Linked DNA regions of Ovis aries: region 1 is linked to region 2. A link is a contact called in public Hi-C data. All regions are on one chromosome and are shown on one strand. The core of a region is the stretch at or near the end of the contact, and the rest is flanking DNA. Distances in the headings are between cores, read along the strand shown. Region 1 has its middle 24 kb from the start of GCNT1. Region 2 overlaps PRUNE2 (prune homolog 2 with BCH domain).

The links. Hi-C and Micro-C count contacts between places; a contact is called where the count stands out from the background.
Region 1: a contact with region 2 is called in a Hi-C map of retroperitoneal adipose tissue, with 2.9 times the contacts expected there. The contact joins two enhancer-like sites. A contact is called at or near these places in 7 of 16 Hi-C or Micro-C datasets (hypothalamus, liver, mixed tissues and 4 more).

The regions. Positions count from the first base shown.
Region 1 is chr2:60,342,638-60,346,858 of ARS-UI_Ramb_v3.0, forward strand. No RefSeq gene overlaps it. Among named protein-coding and RNA genes, the nearest start is that of GCNT1, 24 kb to the left of the region's middle. Within about 2 kb of position 2,009, at least 8 of the 54 cell types and tissues checked have an H3K27ac peak or open chromatin away from gene starts, as enhancers often do.
Region 2 is chr2:60,086,202-60,090,815 of ARS-UI_Ramb_v3.0, forward strand. It overlaps PRUNE2 (prune homolog 2 with BCH domain), which reads left to right. Exons shown (of 17, transcript XM_060409323.1): 9 at 1-668. Among named protein-coding and RNA genes, the nearest start is that of PRUNE2, 210 kb to the left of the region's middle. Within about 2 kb of position 2,615, at least 6 of the 54 cell types and tissues checked have an H3K27ac peak or open chromatin away from gene starts, as enhancers often do.

The sequences.
Region 1 (4,221 bases), core at 759-3,258, 260 kb after region 2:
AGCAAGGGAAGATGAAAGGAATTGTTGTTTGGTAACTAAGTCATGTCTGACTCTTTTACGACCCCATGGGCTGTATAGCCCACCAGCCTCCTCTGGCCATGGAATTTCCCAGGCAAGAATACTGAAGTGGGTCGCCATTTCCTTCTCCAGGGGATCTTCCCAACCCAGGGACTGAACCCACATCTCCTGCATTGGCAGGTGGATTCTTTACCACTGAGCCACTGGGGAAGCCCCTCTCAGTACCATATCCACATTCTAGTCAAGAAGGAGGAACAGAGCAAAGATGGAACCACTAGTCACTCTTGCAAAAGAGAAAAAAGTCTTTTCAAACCATATCCTGCACATATGCACAGTCTTCCCTTAATGTCTCAATGACCAAGACACTACACCCCCAGCTGCAAGAAAGTCTGGGAGAATGAGGAAATGATTACTTTAGACCAATCATGACCTAATGTCTGCTGATGGGCATACTGCTGCCTGAAAGAGAATTTCCATTTGGTTAGCAGAAGGGTTCCAGGTTAAGTAAATAAATATACAGGATGCCTTGTTAAATTTGATTTTCTGACCTAGAAAAAAAAGTGTGTTGTGGTTTTTTTTTTTTAGCATAGGGATATAATATTTGAGAAATATTTATGCCAAACATTATTCATTATTTATTTGAAATTCAGATTTAACTGGGCATCCTCCACTTTATCTGTCAAGAAAAAGGGGAAGATAATGGTCACTGTGGAACTCTCAAGATCTTCCATGAGAGGGATGGCATTTTATTCTAAAGTCTGAATTTATGGTAGAAGAATTTCAGGTTTCATCCACAGGCTGGTGGGAGAACTCTGCTGTAACAAGTCCTCTAGGAGAGTGTTGACCTTCCATTCACATATTAATAGTTGCAGAATATTCTATATAATCTCCAGGTGAGACAAATCTTCAGGGAGGTTGATGGAGTTTTCCACCCTGATGATCCAAAATCAAAGGGCTTCTCCTTTCCAGTGATGTTTTCTGTCCTGCTCACCCCAGTGCAGAAATCATTCATTTCTGGAAAGCAAAATAGAAAAGTGACAGAAGCAGCCAAAACACAGTTCTGCTAAAAGTAATCCTGGCCCTTCTTTTGACCGATTCAGCTACTGGTTATGATGAGGTTGAGCTGGGAGGATCCCTGGAGAAGGGAATGGCTGCCCACTCCAGTATTCTTGCCTGGAGAATCCCATGGACAGAGGAGCCTGACAGGCCACAGTCTATGAGGTTGCAGAGAATCGGACACAGACTGAACGACTTTCACACTAGATGGTAATGATGAGATTAGTAATTTATAACCAGCTCTCAAGCAGAGAAAAGGATTATTAAAAATATGAAACTAGGGACTTCCTCTGGCAGTCCACTAGTTAAGACTCCACATTTCCACTGCAGTGGGGCATGGGTTCAATCCCTGGTTGAGTAATTAAGATCTGCCTGCTGAGGAAAAAAAAAAGAAAGAAAAATGAAATTTAAAACTCTAATTTTCAGAATAAAAGCTCTGTCCCTATCAATTCCTTTCCTCTCATTTTTTCCCTCACTGTAATTTAAATATTCTGTAACCATCCAGGACATGGATTCTGTGGCCTGACAAGTCTTTTGGTCTGATATTTTTGACATTTGTTTTGAGTCAGAGCTGATGAACAGAAGTATCTCCAGAAACACATGGTGTGAATCGCTATGGAACATAGTTAAAGTATTTTGATGTTGATTCTGACCACACGTGAGCATTTCCCACAGTTCTTAGTCAAATTTAATATTAAAACCAAAACCATACTGTTAATTTTAAAAATTCATGATCACTTTACTTCTTCAGGGTTCTGGTTTCTCACACTGAAAACCTTAATTCAGAAATTAATGCATGATGATTCCATTCGTAGATTCTCCAAACCCTTTTTGGTCCCGGGAAACCTCAAACAGTAATATAGCGTTTACCAAGTCTCAGTCCTTGATGAGAGCAGTGACACCTCTATAACCTCTGTAACAGTTCATGTGTGGCCTTCCTTATGAGTCACATTTTCCCTTTATGTATCACATTTCCCATCTGTGAAACAGCAAGTGACGACAGTGTAACTAATTTAGCTATGTGAAGCGCTTTCGTAGTGTATACAGTCCGGTCCAGTGGCTCTCAAATTGGCTGCATTTTGGAATTACTCAGGGAGTTTTCTGGTGCTTAGGTCTGTACCAAAGATTCTGATTTAACTGATGTAGAGTATGGCCAGGGTGTCAATATCTATAATGCTCCCCAGATGATTCTAATGTGCAATTAAGTCTGAAAGCAGATAACACTGCACCCCAGAAGCTATAAACTGGCCTCTTTCAGATGTGCGCTTCTTAGACAGAGTCCCTCAGTGACACCCTGTGGACACAACCTTCATTCTGCCCACTGGGCTTGGCTCCCTGTAACCAGGAGGGAGGCTGAACAGTGGGGGCAGGACCCGACCCACACTAAGGGGGCCTCACCCAGGTTTGAACAGCCATATGAAAGGAGACTCTGGCATCTGACTGGAACAAACTGGAAACGTGATATGGTTTTAATTCGGGTTTTCTCTGCCAATGTAGGGAAACATCAAGTGATGTCACCCTTGCTCAGGACAGCTTTGGTGAAGCCTAGGAGCTGAGGAAGCTCTTGTTCACAAGGCAAACAAAGCTTTTGGTCTTAATATAGTTCCTCCAGTTTCCTTGAAGATAGTATTAGCTTGCAGGTGGAGGTGGGATAAAGACTTTTGAAACTTTTATGGACATTGAACTGAACTTAGAAGAAAATGTCAAGGAGAATGCATGGAGTCAGGAACTGGAAGGGAAAGACCTCCCAAAAGTTGCCAAGCCAAGAAGAGAGATATGGGAGAAGGGCTATCTCAAGTAGGGGATGGGAAGAGATGGAGGTGGGGTGGGGAACGTTGGCAGAATTAGCTTTTTAAAAATGTTTATTTATTTATTTGGCTGTGTCGGGTCTTAGTTGCGGTGCACGGGCTTAGTTGCCTTGTAGCATGTGGGATCTTTGCTCCCCTGTCAGGGATCAAACCTGGGTCCCCAGCACTGCAAGGTGGATTGTTAACAACTGGACCACCAGGGAAGTCCCCAGAATTAATATTTTCAAAAGCAAAACCCTGAGACCACGCTATTCAGCCCCTCTCCTGGGGCTCTCCTCCAACATCTTGAGTTCATTTTATTTTCCTCACTAATGCACTAGTCCCCGTGCAGAGAGAATACTGTTTTCAAAGATCTCAGAAAAGACAAGAAAGATCAAAGTATGAGTCACCGTATAAAGAAACAGGCTGTCACCTTTTTTACAAAAAAGTGGTTTGCTCCCATCTCTACTAAGAACATGCAGACAAATATTTAAAGCCTGTCTCCTGGAAGGACTCAAAGGTATTAGTCTGCTAAGGCACCCACCTGTCTCCATTCTGCACTGGGCAGAAAAATAAAAAGAAGGGTCATAAGGAGGCTTACAGCAGTGGTTTTCAAACCCTAGCAATGCATCAGAGTCCCAAGGAGGGTGGATTGCTGACTCCACCCCCAGAGTTTCTGATTTAGTAGATAAGGACATTTCTAACAGGTTCTCAGGTGATGCTGACACTGCTGGTCTGGGGACCACCCTTTGAGAACCTCTGGTTCCTCATGCTCTCATAGAAATGTATTTCCTAGTAAAGTTTTTATTATGATCTGTTTCTTGACATTTTAACGGGTTTTATGAGAGGAGAGTGATAAATTTGAGTTGGGGAAACGCTGGATTGAAGGAAGTTTTTTAAAAATTATTTTTATTTGGAGTATAATTGCTTTACAATGTGTTCATTTCTGATGTACAACACGAATCAGCTATAAGTATACATACATCCCCTCCCTCTTGAGCCTTCCTCCCACCCCACGATCCCACCCGTCTAGGTCATCACAGAGCACCAAGTTGACTTCCCTGTGCTGTAGGCAGCTTCCCACTAGCTAGCTATTTCAAGCACGGTAGTGTATGCATGTCACTGCTCCTCTCCCAGTTCATCCCACCCTCTCGTTCCCGCTCTGAGTCCACGAGTCTGTTCTCCGCATCTGTGTCTGTCTCTATTCCTGCCCTACAAATAGGTTCATCAGTATCGTTTTGAAAGATGTTAAAAGAGGTTTCTTTTGAGACATTGAAATAACTTCCTGTCTACACATACACAACTTTATTTGACGTTCCTATTCTAGGAAACTCTTACTCAGAAAGATGAAATGCCAAAA
Region 2 (4,614 bases), core at 1,365-3,864:
GAGGAAAGGAACACTGAGAAGAAAGAAGATCGTCATGCATTGCACATGGATTACATACTTGTAAACCATGAAGAAAATTCACTGCCAGAGCCAGAGGCCTGTGAAGCTAGAGAAAGCACATCGGAATTAGAAGAGCTTCACGTAGATTCCGAAAAAGGGCTGCCAGAAACTCGGTTAGCCAGCTCCCCGGACACAGGTCAACCAGCTTCCTTAAATGAAAGAAATCATCTATCTACAGAGAGAATGTCTTCCAAAGATGATAAGAGATCATCTTTTGAAAGCCCTGGGCAAGACCAGAGTTGGATGGTCTTGGGCCGTAGTGAGGTTAGTGATCCATCATCGGAGACCATGGACTCAGGACCTGGATGGTCTGGTGAGGCTGTGGAGCCAGCCTCTGATCGCAGCTTGGGCCAGAGCCCCCAGATACAGATTCTGGAGGAAATGAAGCCTCTGGAATCTTTAGCACTAGGGGAAGCCTCTGATCTGGGCAGCCAATCACGGAGGAGCAAGAGCCGAGGCAGAGCTGGCCCTGATGCAGTTATGCTGCAGCCTGTCACCCATGACAATGAATGGGAAATGCTTTCACCACAAAACATAATCCCTGAAATGGAAATGGAGGAGGAGACGGAGTTTCTTGAGCCCAGAACAAGGAAACCAAGACCAAATGGGTAAGCAAAAAACTACATTTATTTTTTTCCTGGAAACTATTTTGTTAGAGACTGGGGAACCAGTGAGGGTTTATGGAGTATGAAGAATATCTAGATGATAGGAGCTTTGCTTACATGTATTGCAAAGCATAACATCAGTGAAAGCAGCTGCTAGATAACCATAATGATTACGAGGATTTGTGTACATTTTCAGCCAAAAAAGGCCCTTTAGTTTCCATCCACAGTCTTAAACTTACCTTTCTGACTTCATCTAACTTACCTAACTTACCTAACTTCCTCATCTACTCAATACCTGTTTTACTTTTAAATAGTTACTTGGTACTGGAGGGGAACAAATACACATTTATTCATAGTGCAAGGCAGTTTGCACACATTATCTTACTTAATTCTTACAACAACCCTCAAGTGGTAGGTTTTAATTTTTATACATACTGGTGGAGGGTGGGGATTTGGGGCTCAGAAAGTTTCTATAACTTGCCAAGGATTAAGTAACCAGAGTGGGCACTCTGAGATTCAAAGTTGTCTACCTCCAAAACCTGTGTTTTCCAGCAGACACACTGCCTGTCATATAGAAAAGGTGATTCTGTTTTTATGTGAGTATCTAACTTACTAATAGGGAATGAGGAGACTCCATAGCAGGCTTAAAATCTTAATGTGAAATATGCATTCCTTAATTGATTGAAAATTAGCAAATAACCATCAAACCAGTAATTCATTCATTCATTTGCTGTTTGGATTTTGAGAATCTGCTCTGGCCAAGTTTCTGGGTAGCCAGTGGACATTGTTCTTGTTCTGAAGTTTCCAGGCCCTGCTAAAACTGTTTAGGGTGGTTCATTTCTCTTTACTTGCTCTGATAAAGCACCCCTGCTTCCAGGGACAAAAGGACATGTTGTGAAAAGTATCTTAAATTACATGTTTCCTCCTTAAAGTAGTGGAGGAAAAAGTACCTTTTTCTTACTCATTTTTTTTAAGTTTAGTTTTTAGCTTATGTTGGAGTACAGTTGACTTACAGTGTTAGTTTCAGTTGTACAGCAAAATGATCCACTTGTATATACACATAAATCCATTCTTTTCCAGATTCTTTTCCCATATAGGTCATTACAGAGTATTGAGTAGAGTTTCCTGTGCTATACAGTAGTCCTTGTTGATTAGCTATTTTTATATACAGTAGCATGTATATGCAGAGAAGGCAATGGCACCCCACTCCAGTACTCTTGCCTGGAAAATCCCATGGATGGAGGAGGCTGGTAGGCTGCAGTCCATGGGGTCACTAAGAGTCAGATATGACTGAATGACTTCACTTTTACTTTTCACTTTCATGCATTGGAGAAGGAAATGGCAACCCACTCCAGTGTTCTTGCCTGGAGAATCCCAGGGACAGAGGAGGCTGGTGGGCTGCTGTCCATGGGGTCGCACAGAGTCGGACACGACTGAAGCGGCTTATCAGCAACAGCAGCAGCAGCAGCAGCGGCATGCCCTCTGCGTGTCAAGGCAGCTGGATTTCAGCTTGGCTCTACCACTGCCACTTACATGTTTTAATTAACCCTAGATTTAAGTTTCCTCATCCGTAAATTGGTGGGTTGGGCTGGAGGATCTCGTGTCTTCCTTAATACTGAATCCTGCAACTTTAATTTGTATATAAATAGAAAGTGTCCAGGGAACTTTGCCATTCACATTTCCCCGTGAAAGGAACAGAGAAATCAGAAAGAACAGTGGAGGAATGTTGAAGGTTAGCAAAGTGCTATCAAGAGTTAAAAGCTGTGCCCTGTTCAAGTGCAGCTTCATAAATCCAGACATTTTCAGTTGGCCTAATCGTTCGTTCTTCCTGTCAAGCTGTTTCCTTCCAGAGAGACCTAAGATCCGTTATCAGAAAGAGTAGCAGATGGATCCCAGCGGCCCTGCTGGCATTGTTATAGATTGAGCTCAGAACACAGGCAGCCTTGAGTTGGCTGAGCTATTGTTTGGCTTCTTGTCTGCATTTTGCACATGCCGCTGAAATCCAGCAGATGATAGTGTTCAGTGGTGCCACTTTCCCCTTTTAATGACATTTCTTTGCTCATCTCTTTCTGCTCAGCCCCTGCAGGAGTGAAAATTTTCTCACAATTGGGGAAGGGGTCAGATTTTCCCACTGGCATTTGTTTCCCCTTTTACCTAAATAATCTACTCTGAAGTATTTGAAAGCTTTTCTCTGTGCTAGATTTTGGAAGGATGTAGAATTATCTAAAACAGTGGTTTTCTGAATGGGGCCCTAAAAGCAGCAGCCCTCAGCATCATCTAGTACTTGCTAGGAAGGTATATTACTTGCTCTACCCCATACCTCTTCAATCAGGAACTTCACTCATCTGTTTCAATACCTCCTCCAGGGCATTCTGATGCACAGTAGTTTGAGAACTGCTGGTATGAAACTTAGTCCCATCCCTCTAGGAGTTATTTGGTAAAAGAGTTCAACATAAATGTAAAAGTAGATAATAGTGTGATATTTAAATCAAGATAGTTGATGGCCAATGTCTGTTTAAATATAAATAGCTACCAGTTATGGATATTGGCCCTGGACCAGTTTCTAAGCATTGTATATGCAGAGTCACATGTTACCATGGCAACTGCATGAGGTAAGGATTACACAAGGGAGGAAACTGATGTTTAGGAAGTTTGAATGGCTTCTCTGGTTTATAGTTAAAAAGTGAAGAAGCAAGGATTTGAAAGAGCCTCTTTATGTCTGGAGTATGTGTTAATGCTAGTAAATTAAGAGGCATTTGTGTAGACACTTTTTTTTTTAATTGGAGGATAATTTATTTATAGTGTTGTGATACAACGTGAGTCAGCTATGTGTGTACATATATCCCCTCCTGCTTGAGCCTCCCTCGCAGCCCCCTCAACCCATCCCACCTGTCTAGGTCATCACAGAGCACAGGGCTGAGCTCCCTATGCTTTGCAGCTCTTCCCACTAGCTAGCCGTTTTACACAGGGCAGTGTATGCATGCCAGAGCTCCTCTCTCCATGGGCGCCACCCTCTCCTTCCCCCACTGGGTCTACAAGTCTTTTCTCTACGTCTGCATCTTCAGGTTCATCAGTACTATTTTTTAGACTTCATATATATATATGTGTTAATTGTGTAGAATACTTTTATGGAGGAGGAACAAGGATGGCTTATTATCCAGCTACATCAGGAGGTAGGGTGCCCAGGACCCATGATACTTTAAAAGGCCCATGAGATGTTTCTAATTTTCTTTTCAAATCAAAAGAAAAAGTGATTGTATTCCTATGTGACTTATATTCTGGGGTGGATTATATTTCTTTATACCAACACAGATGTGAAACAAAGTTTTAGGGTATTGTTTTGTTTTAGTAAGAGAAGGGGCCCATGGAAGCAAAATATAGAAGACCTACAGAAGTCATGTTGCGGTCCTGAGAGGTGCAATTTGAGACAGGCATTAAAGGAAGGCCATAGTCTGGAAGGGTGAAGTGGGTGAGAGGCTACTGAGTTAACTGGGGGAGAGCAGCATAAAGGAAATCTGGAGACTGGAAGGCGGTCACGGAAGCAATGAGAAGATGGCAATATTTTTCACACCAAAAACCTGGAGACATCTGATGCATCATCTAATCATAGGCAAAAACCAAGACTGTCTAGAAAAAAATATATTAAAACCTGATCTTCAAAAATAAAAGTAGGCTAATAGTATATGTAAGATGACATACCAACTACAAACTGACTTTTTGCCCTCACATCACCCACCACACCCTCTCTGAGCTCCCACACTGTTTGGAGAGCAGTGAACCATATTTTCAGAATCTGAGGGAGCATTGGAAAGATACGTTTTCTCATCATACCCCACCTACTGTCTCTTGTTAACAAAACTTATTGTGAGTGCTGGGAAATCAATGTCCCCCTTGATATCTTCACCATTGTGTTCTAGGTCCTAGGATTCATCTTCCCAGAGGATTTGCC